2 separate regions of the Gasterosteus aculeatus genome follow, and region 2 is linked to region 1. A link is a contact called in public Hi-C data. All regions are on one chromosome and are shown on one strand. The core of a region is the stretch at or near the end of the contact, and the rest is flanking DNA. Distances in the headings are between cores, read along the strand shown.

What was found. A called contact is a pair of places that touch in the nucleus more often than the background predicts.
Region 2: a Hi-C map of skeletal muscle shows a contact between it and region 1, with 3 times the contacts expected there. The contact joins the promoter of lpxn here to the promoter of haus8 in region 1. A contact is called at or near these places in 2 of 6 Hi-C or Micro-C datasets (skeletal muscle and whole body).

What each region holds. Positions count from the first base shown.
Region 1 is chr8:17,968,723-17,973,907 of fGasAcu3.hap1.1, reverse strand. It overlaps haus8 (HAUS augmin like complex subunit 8), which reads left to right and starts at 2,064. Exons shown (of 10, transcript XM_040185154.2): 1 at 2,064-2,188; 2 at 2,598-2,662; 3 at 3,153-3,214; 4 at 3,415-3,541; 5 at 3,628-3,738; 6 at 3,820-3,923; 7 at 4,094-4,252; 8 at 4,535-4,676; 9 at 5,077-5,185. The coding sequence starts at 2,130.
Region 2 is chr8:18,120,885-18,125,890 of fGasAcu3.hap1.1, reverse strand. It overlaps lpxn (leupaxin), which reads left to right and starts at 2,669. Exons shown (of 9, transcript XM_040184115.2): 1 at 2,669-2,837; 2 at 3,605-3,684; 3 at 3,789-3,856; 4 at 4,310-4,406; 5 at 4,720-4,977. The coding sequence starts at 2,825. scyl3 (SCY1-like, kinase-like 3) reads right to left here and starts at 2,309. Exons shown (of 14, transcript XM_040184112.2): 1 at 1,412-2,309; 2 at 1,130-1,308; 3 at 718-903; 4 at 316-429; 5 at 158-214; 6 at 1-79. The coding sequence starts at 1,294.

The sequences.
Region 1 (5,185 bases), core at 815-3,314:
TGTTTGTGTGTGTGTGTGTGTGTGTGTGTGTGTGTGTGTGTAGTCACGTGTACATACAGTAGATGTGTTCAGAAAGTGCAGCGACTTTCCTTTCACTTTATTCAGTATATGAATTTGAGCGGCGTCGTCTTGCATCTCTATCGCCTCAGCAATGTGTTGGAGAGGCAAAAGCAGAGTATCAGTGAGGTCACGGTGACACAGACGGATCCTGCATTGGACGTCAGAGTTTCGGAGCGGAGGGAGAGCCAAGAGAGGTGGGCTCAGGAAAGAGACAAGGACTTTCATTCAGCCTCCTCGCGGTGCCGTCTTTCAACGTGATCTTCTTACTCTTTCCCCCCAGCTCCTCAGCCCGATCTAGACCTTAACTCCAGCGAGAAGAGGGAAACAGCCATACCTCTAAAGCATTTAGCGTCTTCAATCACAGGTTTTACTAATTGAACTCAAAAGAGTCCACGCTGCACTTGTTTCCATCATCAACGGCACCTCAGAGGCCGCTATTTGTTCTGGCATTGCCTGGTGGCGAGAGATGGACAGCCAGCATGCAGACGCACAGCCTCAGGCTTTATTACACTGAGAGAGAGCGTGAGGGGGGCAATGATAAGGCCCGGCCTTTGCACAGACACACACTCACATCACATGCTTGGAACACACACACACACATACAAATACAGGGCATGTGTTTGTGAGATATTTGTTTCAGTGCCAAGCCCAAATGTTCAACCTTTATCGTGAGAATTTATTAAAGTCAGAATAAAACTACCCGGATGTCGTCTAGCATGCACGCCGTATTGAAATCCAATTCAACCGCTGCAAAAAAGGCAGGATGGCCTACATTTTGAAGCCTTTTCTTATAAGCCACTCTCTACCCCCCCTGTTGGTTTATCCATCCACGTCCGTGGAGGGGAGTCAGGGTAGAGGTTGCTGGTTCAGTGTTTACCAGCCTCTCCCACACCCGCTCTCCTCACAATGTCCTTCCTGTCGTCCGAGACCAGCTCAGACAGGTGGGATCAGCACCCATTATGTTCTTTAAGACGTGTGCACACAACCAACAAGTAAACTCCAGGTTTAGAGAACTGGTTCGGCAGACAACACATAGCATGGAGACACACTCATTAATGGAGTCTGTACAGACTGGGGGTGTAACTAAGAGGATTGTAGCCCCTTACACCCATCTAGTGGTTACTAGAACAATTGTAGCTTTTGATATTCCCCGCCGTCAATGTCAAGGGAGATGTTTCTTCGGGTTCTTTCTCCAACGTATATTTTTTACTGGCGTTGCGACTGACGCCACTGCAGAAGAAGAGGCTTAAATCTTTATGAAATCACAGCCAATGCAGAACTGGTTACAACCATAGGAGGACCATAGACTTAGGAGTTGTATCAAAAATGTGGAATCAGGGATCACCCCAAAGTTCGAAGGAAAATCCAACCTCAAACTAAATTGTCTTTATTTGATCATTTTGGATGGTTAACACTTTATCTCCAATAGAAACATCTATTTCCATAAACAGGAAATTAAAGTTAGAAGAGAGAGAGAGAGAACGAAAGAGAAAGAATACGTTTGAATTATTGAAACCACGTACTAATTTACCTGGCCTTATATCTTTATATAACTTTAGGCTGATTTGTAACACTTTTTGTAGCTAGCCACATTAGGTTAATAAAACACATCATTCAAAATCAAAACTGTTTGTTCTGTGCTAAACACTGCCATCGAAATATCACAATAATCAATTATATGATAGTTGAGAAACAACATATGTCTTTCGTTCCCCATTTCACTTGTGTTCATGGTCTATATTCATAACATGCTACAAATTTAACAGAAAAAAAAGAAATGTTTTATACTTTGTCACAACAGTGTGCAGTCGGCGTTTGGGAAGAGGTTCTGTAAAACATTGTGCTACAAAAGTATCATATAGGAAGTGTGTATTCATTTTGAAATTATGTGTTTGCTCTGTTTTTTTGTTTATGTGTTTTTGTGTGTTGAAAAACTGTAATACAGTTGCGCAGTTACTAGAACAAATGTGAGTTATTCATTTTTAAATGTTGGGTGGAACGAAAAACATCACCTCTTGTTTCTACCGGTCTGCAGAAACGGGCGCACTGGCGGTTTGCTTCAAAACATTATGGCGTCGAAAAGAACATCAACAGTGCCAAGTACTTTTAAAAGTACCGAAGCTAAGAGGTACTTTAGTCCTCGTATAACTACGTTACTTCCTTTTCTTTTTACCGGGTATCGTGTGATCCGTCGATTTGTGGCCAGTTTAATTTTAGAATGAATTAACTAACGTAACGTAAGAAAAGAGCTAGCATTAGTCAGGCTAACAAATACTTTTATTTAACCTTAATACGCTATACCGTTGATTTTATGGTGTATTATTTAGCTAAAAACATGACCATTCGCACTGCTGTACCAGACATACAACTAACGAGCAGGCTGGAAAAGCAAATGTAATAAAGGATCGTGTCGGTAGACATTGTGAGCTAACTTGTTAGCAAAGCTTTGGGTTTCAAATTCAATAGACACACAGTCGTCTATTATTTTGTAATTTGTAGATTTGGTTTAATTAGACTCCTTTTTGCTTTGTTTTCAGCTCGAGTAGCGGGAGCAATGCTGGTAACCACAACATCACCGGAACTGGAAAGAAAAGTGCTAAATGTAAGTGTTGTTGTTCTAACGTCAATTGATTACACATCTGTCGCTTATCAGACGGCTGCCAGTAACCTTACTTGACCGTATGCCAACAAACTCCAGTTCAATCTTTGAAACAATCCTTCCAGATCCTTTCCAGATAAAACCATTTAACGTGAAATCACCTTGAATTATGTCGATGATAATATCCAGTGGATGAGACGTTGTCTCAGTAGGAAAGTGTTGCCATATAATGGTGTATACTCAATATCTTTCAAAAACTATATTATAATCTGCTTTTTACACTTCGTCAAAGCCTTACAACATTCAACAATGAGAACAGTGTTGTGAAAGTGCTCATTTTAACTAGCTTTTCTCAAGCTGGTATTCTTCAACAATGGGTTTTTCCTTTTGTATCTAATATTTGATCTATGATACGAGAAATTTACAGATATGTTAGTCATTTAACTTTCAGGAATTCATTTTATTTTGTCAACGTCTTTTCGTAAACGTTTAGCAAGTGGAACTATCGTCAAGTCTCGATACATGCAGCCTGCTGAGAAGACATCGCTTTCAAAGGTAAAACTTTTTTATTTGTCAATAAAACAAATGTGTTTTACTCATGGCGACCCATCTCAGTTAGTATATAGACCTGCCAATACTCAATGATAAGTATAATTCTGCCTGTGTTGGTCAATGCTGTTCAGGAATCTGTCTTTTGGCACATTTTTTCTGGTAACACATGTGTATCTCATTGCACCCCTTTTAAACATTTCCAGAGTAACTCACTGACCAACGAGTCTATTGCTGCTCCGCCGCGACCTTCCTCACCAAAACCCAGCGGTGTAAAACCGAGAGTGGGCACTCCGCCACGACGCTCAATGGCCCACCAGACTCCAGGAACATGTAAGTGATTCAAACACTGGAAACTGTCCACGTCAAATCTCAGCGTGAAAACCGGCACTTCTTTATAAGTGTTGTTTTCCTCTCAGCGATGATGTCACGAGAAAATGAGCCTTCGTTGCTTGGGAAAAGTATTCTGCAGTCCACTTTCTCAGATGGACACTACTTTCGACCCAATTTTGATATTTCAGTCATCAAAGGTAAAGTGGTTTAAATATTTAACATTCTAGAAGTGATTTAAAAATTTGAGTGTCATCTAACAGGGTTCTTTTCTCTTTAAGAAAAAACTATTGTTGAAAATGCAGTCGAGCACGACAGGAATCCAGAGAATACTAAGAGGATCGTTGAGATGCAAACGTTCCTACTGGCCTACATCACTGCTAAGGTCAGTGAGTTTTCACATAAAAAGCAGAAAACTGCTTTTAATGCATCTGTTTTGTCCAATCAGTGGATAATGTAATGTAATGTTTTTTTCTGGCTTGTTCTGTGTTCTGTGCGATATAACCAGTCATAACGCCATGATGTGACTGATCTGGCTCTATAACTTTGATGTAGATGGAGAGCAATACTGCAAAGGCAGAAGCTGAGGCAGAGGCCAGGATCATGCAGGAGATGGAGGAAGAAGAGGCGCTCCATAATGAGGTCCAGGAAAAGAAACGCCAGTACCTCCTCATGGAGCAGGACAGGCTACTGAATGAGCTACTGGATTTACAGGTAATGTTTTTTTCTTTTTGCAATTAACCTTATGTAATACATATATTTGAAATGTCCATCTTAATGGTGGAGTGTCACAACAGTGAGACATTTATCATTTGAGACATTAATCGCTAATCCTGAACACGCATAGTCCTTCTAGCTGAATGATGATGATCAAATAAGATGGTGAACAGATGGCTTAAATATTTATAATTCATTTATTGTAATGTAAAGAAATGGATGTGTGCACTGTGTGTAAGATGCTTTGTGCATCTTGCTAATATTGCAATTTTCCATCAGATCGCCGCACTGACTCCTGTGGTGGAAACTGCCAAACAATTCACAAAGGACTACAAGTCTTTCGCCACAGCCGTCGACACCACGCGACATGAACTGCCTGTCCAGAATTTCTACATTGATGGGGACAGAATGGAATTCCTAGGTTTTTGTTTTTACTTTGTGCACGAAAACAACACTGTTAACCATAACTGAGTTAGTTCAACTCTAAAAAGAATTCAGCTAATCTGCTTGTATCTTTTGATCAGATTTTTCCTGGCAACATGTGAGTGTAAACTGGCAACATGTAAGTTGCACGTAACAACTTTAAAAAAAATTCTGAACGAGCAGATATCACCTGACTCAGCAGTGTCCTTTTGGCTTCGAACCTACGAGACGAACACTTACAAAACAAAAATAAGAATCTTTAAACAAATAAAATAAAGTAATCACTCATTAGTCAGAGTGAAAACATTTGCAGGATTGCAGTGCATGAACAAGATCCATAATAAAAAAAAGAGGATATTAAAAGAATTAAAAGATCACATCCGCTCGTTTCATTTCAGATGAAGCCGAGGCTTGCCTGAAGGAGAGCGAAATGTTGCTGTTGCAGTGCACGGATGGAGATCTTAAGGACAACAGCACTTCCCTGGAGTCCCTTAGGGACATGAAAAC
Region 2 (5,006 bases), core at 1,420-3,919, 150 kb before region 1:
GGGCCTCCACCGTCATGCCAAAAGAGTAACTGTCCCGGGAGTGAGCGTGTTTATCCGGAAGCATTTTAAAGTCCTCAACCTGTCGATGACGTGTCTATTATGAGAGAGGTTCTACGAAAAGGGAGGCGGTCTTCCATTTAACCTTTGACCTGCTTACCTGCTCTTCTGGAGGAATGCAGCTGGCTTCCCTCACATTACGGATGCTGGCGAGAAACTGAGGAGTTGGAAGATAAATTAGGGAATCGAAACATTCAAACGTATTTACAAAAAAGGTTTTCAAATATCTGACCCGGGTGCGTCGTCCCGGTCTCTTACCTCAGGCGTCGCTTCAGAGAACTTGCAGACGGTATCCATCCCCCCCAGTTTCCAATGACCATCTTCACTGACAAATACTGATGAAATGCAGACGTTGTTGTGGCTTGATTTACCCTGGTGGTTAAGAAATAACATTTAGGAACTTATTTAGGAAACTTGTTAGTCACAGACGGACACCAAATGGCAACAAATACTGCGATACAGCACCTCAGCAGTTACTGTTCATACTAATGCCATTGTTCAAATAAAACATCATACACAATTCAAGCTGAACAAGCTTGGAGGAATAAGACAGCATCCTGCAAATTCAGACAAACGTGATCACATTACATTTACAGTCGCCTCCGTTAGGACAATTTTTCCGGAGGACTTTTTCCGCTCCACTGCTTGTTTTCCGCTCACCCTCTCGTGCAGAAACACAAGTGCCTGCAGGAGGTCGTAGATGCCGGCGCAGACTTCCTCTGGGGACAGACCGTCCAGCAGCAGCTCCAGGGGCTGGACACGCTCCGTCACCAGGTGGATGCCGCCGTCCTGCACCGAGCACGACAGGAAGCGCAGCAGACACGGGTGCCTCAGAGTCTTCAGGTGCTGCAGGAAATTAAAAGTAGAAAGTCAGAGGGGAAGGGGGGGGGAAGAAGAGAAGGGAACGTGGGAACTGATGCGGCCAGAATGCCACAAACAACAGTGACCAAAATAGAGACCTCAGTGAATGGAGGGCATCAGATAGCCTTTGGTTGGTATGTGATGTCATGATTGAGATGCTACCTAGTTTGGTGCGTGGGGGGGTCTGAAGCCTAGGACTAAGTAGGACTACCTGAGCAGCTTTGTTGACTTTGTCCTCGTTGCCCCGCTTGTGAACAAACACGGACACGGGCTTTCCATCCTGCAGCATCGCAGAGTGCACGGTGAGTCCGGAGGGCAGAGTAAGCAGCGGCTCCTCCAGGGTGCAGCTCCGCACCGCGCTGCTCTCCGCACCCATGGCCGCGCTTATTCCTGGTAGCGGGGAGGGGGAGAAAGGGGGGAGAGACACAAAGCAATGTTGTCAGTCGCTGAGCCCGCAACCATGGCCACGGGGCACACACACTTATGACGTTACCTATTTCGCCGTAGTGGAGTCACCGCCGCTGTTTGGGGAGTTAGCTAGCTAATGTTGTGTTGTTAGCTAACCTGGGCGCTACGTTAGGCGGCTCGTCATCGCTGCGCGTGTCAGTGGCCCTTCCGCCTTCAGGCAATCGTGCCGGTCGCGGCGTGGTCGATCCGGTGCGTTTTCAACAGGATTTACTCTTTGTTAGACAAACGTAAGATATTGCGTAATACTGTTCACTTCTACGTGAATCAACGACGCTAACGTGGAGCGACGGCAGCACAGTAAACACGGAGTCTTCCGGTTAAAGACGGAACCACGTAGCAGGGGACACTGCTACTTCAGAAAATGTTGGAAATGAATCACTGACGTTTATTTCCTTATTTTTGGGGAAATTACTCTTATTACTGGGCAAATATATAACACATGGTCAATTACATTTAACGTTAATGTGCCCAAAGTTACGCTTTTAAAATCGTATAAAACCCATGTCCCCGCTCTAAAACACAATGGTTGCAACCAAAGTGGTGCGAGAAAACTGTAGCAACCAGCTTATGTTGACAAAAATGAAAGTTAGAAGCTGTCCGAATTGGACATCAACTAAGTCCTCGCCCTCGGCAGAGATGCGTCCGGTCTTCCACCATTTGTCTTTTTTGGGGTCCCCAGTACGAACAAGTTGGGACGCTATTTTGAACCCGGGAATGAAAGCGATACCAGCTGCGGGTTTCAGTTGTACCACGTGGTCATGTGCTTCAGTGACAGTTCTTAAAATTGTGCTCTAATATTCTGCTGATTACGGTTCACTCTGCTCTAAAAATGTCTTCCCATCTAAAATGTACTAAATGCGTTCAGTTCAAATGACTGAAATGTGAGTTATCTTGAAGTGATCATTAAAATGTTCTTAATTACCGATCAACTTAAAATCAGTTGAATACAAAACAGTAATGAAAAGGTTCATTGAAATTGTATTTCATGTCTACTTTTGGTCAAGTTTTTATTTTATATGTGTTCAACTCCAATTGTGTTTGCCTTTTGCATTGTCACTGTGTTTACAAATATACAAATTAAAACCGTGACACTTGACACGTTGAAGTGAGGTCATGTTTCCAATACTGTGGCTTTATTAACTGTCATATGCATAAATATACATAAAAAGCACAATCAAATAATATTATCTTTGTATCAGACTTAAATCCATTTCACAACTGCACAAGTCAGCTGTTATTTCAGTTGCAGATATCCGTTAGTTTCCTCTTTAAACGGAAAGAGCATCACTCAAGTTTCACTTCCGCAACAAACGAAAAACATCTTTTGTCAGAGGAAGTGATGATTTTCACCAGATGATGATTTGGGCAAGTTACCTTAGTAACTAAACAGCAGCAAAAAACCAACCCCACTCACTCTCGTGTAGCAGCAGGGGACGACATGGACGAACTCGGTATGACATGTTTTACGTTATTCTTCTATTGTGGACACGTTGTTCCACATACAATGATTCATTTGATTCTCAAATATCCAGAGAAAGATGATTTAAGTGAAAAGAATAATTGATTATAGAATAAGAGGATGGTGCTTTATTCTGTTTCCCACAACTAGTCCCTCTTGGGAGCAGCTAAAAGCAGTTCAGCCTGTAATAATGTAAATTATTTCTTCTTACACTACTCTGTGACTTTGTCTTGATTTTGTACTCTCGTTTTAATAATGCTGGTTGGTATTTGTCAACGTCTGCCTTTTTTAGCTCATAAATTGTATTGTGTTTTTGTTGGGCTTCATTGATCATCAAAACATACAATTTATGTCCTGGAATAACAATACAAACATGTATTCACTTTCACTGACGATAAATTAGAGAAAGTTCAGATTTTTGTAATTTATGTGACATAAGGGTGATGACATATCAGAGGCGATGGTGCTAAAACATCTCTTCATTGAGTGAAATTAGCCACACACTGAGTTTTTCACAGCTCTCAACATTACGACAACTTCACTTCTGCAACACGCGGAACCGTCACTTCCTGAGGAAGCTACGATTCTTGAGGCAGCTTCAGAGCCATCACTTCTCATGTCACATCGGGGTCACATCTTCCGGCGTAAACGTTTACACCCAGGAAGACGGCCGATGTGTTGTCTGAATGCCGTATGATTGCCCGTGTGTTTCTGTCCACGTGTGTGGTTAGAAGATTCATGGCCTGTGTCCTGCCGCAGATTTGCTGTTGGAAGAGTTGGCCCTGAATTCCGCGCGCTCCGAAAGCGCCGGAGGCAGCAAAGGTGCCGCGGCTGCAGAGGTGGAGAGACACCGTACCCGAACTTTTTTCATCGTCGCCCATTTCTGTGGGAATCAAACTTGAAATCTCACACTCTCTAAAGTCATTTGTCATCTTGTCCACAGGTGTCATGTGCAGTTAATAGTGGACTTACCAAAAAAGAGAAAGGCCCAGTCTGCTCCAACGTGTACAGGTGAAGCACAACACCGTCGCTGACGTCCCTGATTCACATAATCATTGTAATCGTGTAAACGGTGAATACAGGAAAAAGGAGATTACTTAAAAGGATTTGCTTGAAAGGGATTCTTGCGCTGCTGGTAATGTACAAGAGCTCCAGCTATTGTGCACAATGATCTTACTGATCTAGTAACGTCTCTAACTTTATTTCAATGTTAGACATGTTTATTATTAGACATTCAGAGACAGATCTCCCTCCAGAAATAATAGAAAAGACCCCATATCATAAGTACACCCCTCTAGGCTTCTGTTCCTAGTTCCTAACTCTTAAATCATTGTAAAAAACCTTTTTGGAGACACAGTTTTCCCTTAAAAGGAACTCGTACAGTGGAGTCACGGGGTAGTTATTATTCCTGCAGATTAAATCATTATATCATGTGATTTCTAATTTCCCTTCTCTGGCTTTCAGTGATCTGCCGTCTTCGGTAGCAGCTTCCCCGGCTCTTGACTCTCCAACTAAGGAGCTGGACGCTATCTTGCAGGGTTTCCTGGACCTGGAAGAAGTGGTCAGTGAAGTGTTTGTGAAGTGCATATCTCAAAATAGTTCAAAAATATTTATTGTGGTTTATTAAAGAAACAGGAACGTATGGTCCATATAAAGGGGTGATGAATATGGGACAATCTTGTGTGCGAAGAAACTTTCCAAACATGAGCAGCATTAAGCCGGTTCACCAACAGGGGGCAGCATTGCACTAATTCCAACGCTGCACAGCCTCAAGCAGCACTTCAGTATCGGAGCATTGAGCACTACTTCAAAAAGATACATTAATCATTGTATCCAGCTAAAAACAACAGATATTTGTATGTTTTGTCATTTAGGACCCAGTGTCTTCAACAACCCCTCCGCCTCTCAGGCAAAAACAGTTTGTGAAAAGGAAAACAGAAGGTGGACAAGGGGAGAACCAGGAGAGCAGCAGCAGCACAGCAGCTTCAGATGCAAACGAATCGACCACGGGCAACAGAACTGAAACAATCGACGAGCTGCTGGGAGGGCTGAGCTCTGACTTGGAGAAGATCGGCGTACGCACCACGGCCAAGGGCCATTGTGCTTCCTGCAACAAATGCATCGCAGGAAAGGTTAAAAAAAAAAAAGAGAATCCAGCTAA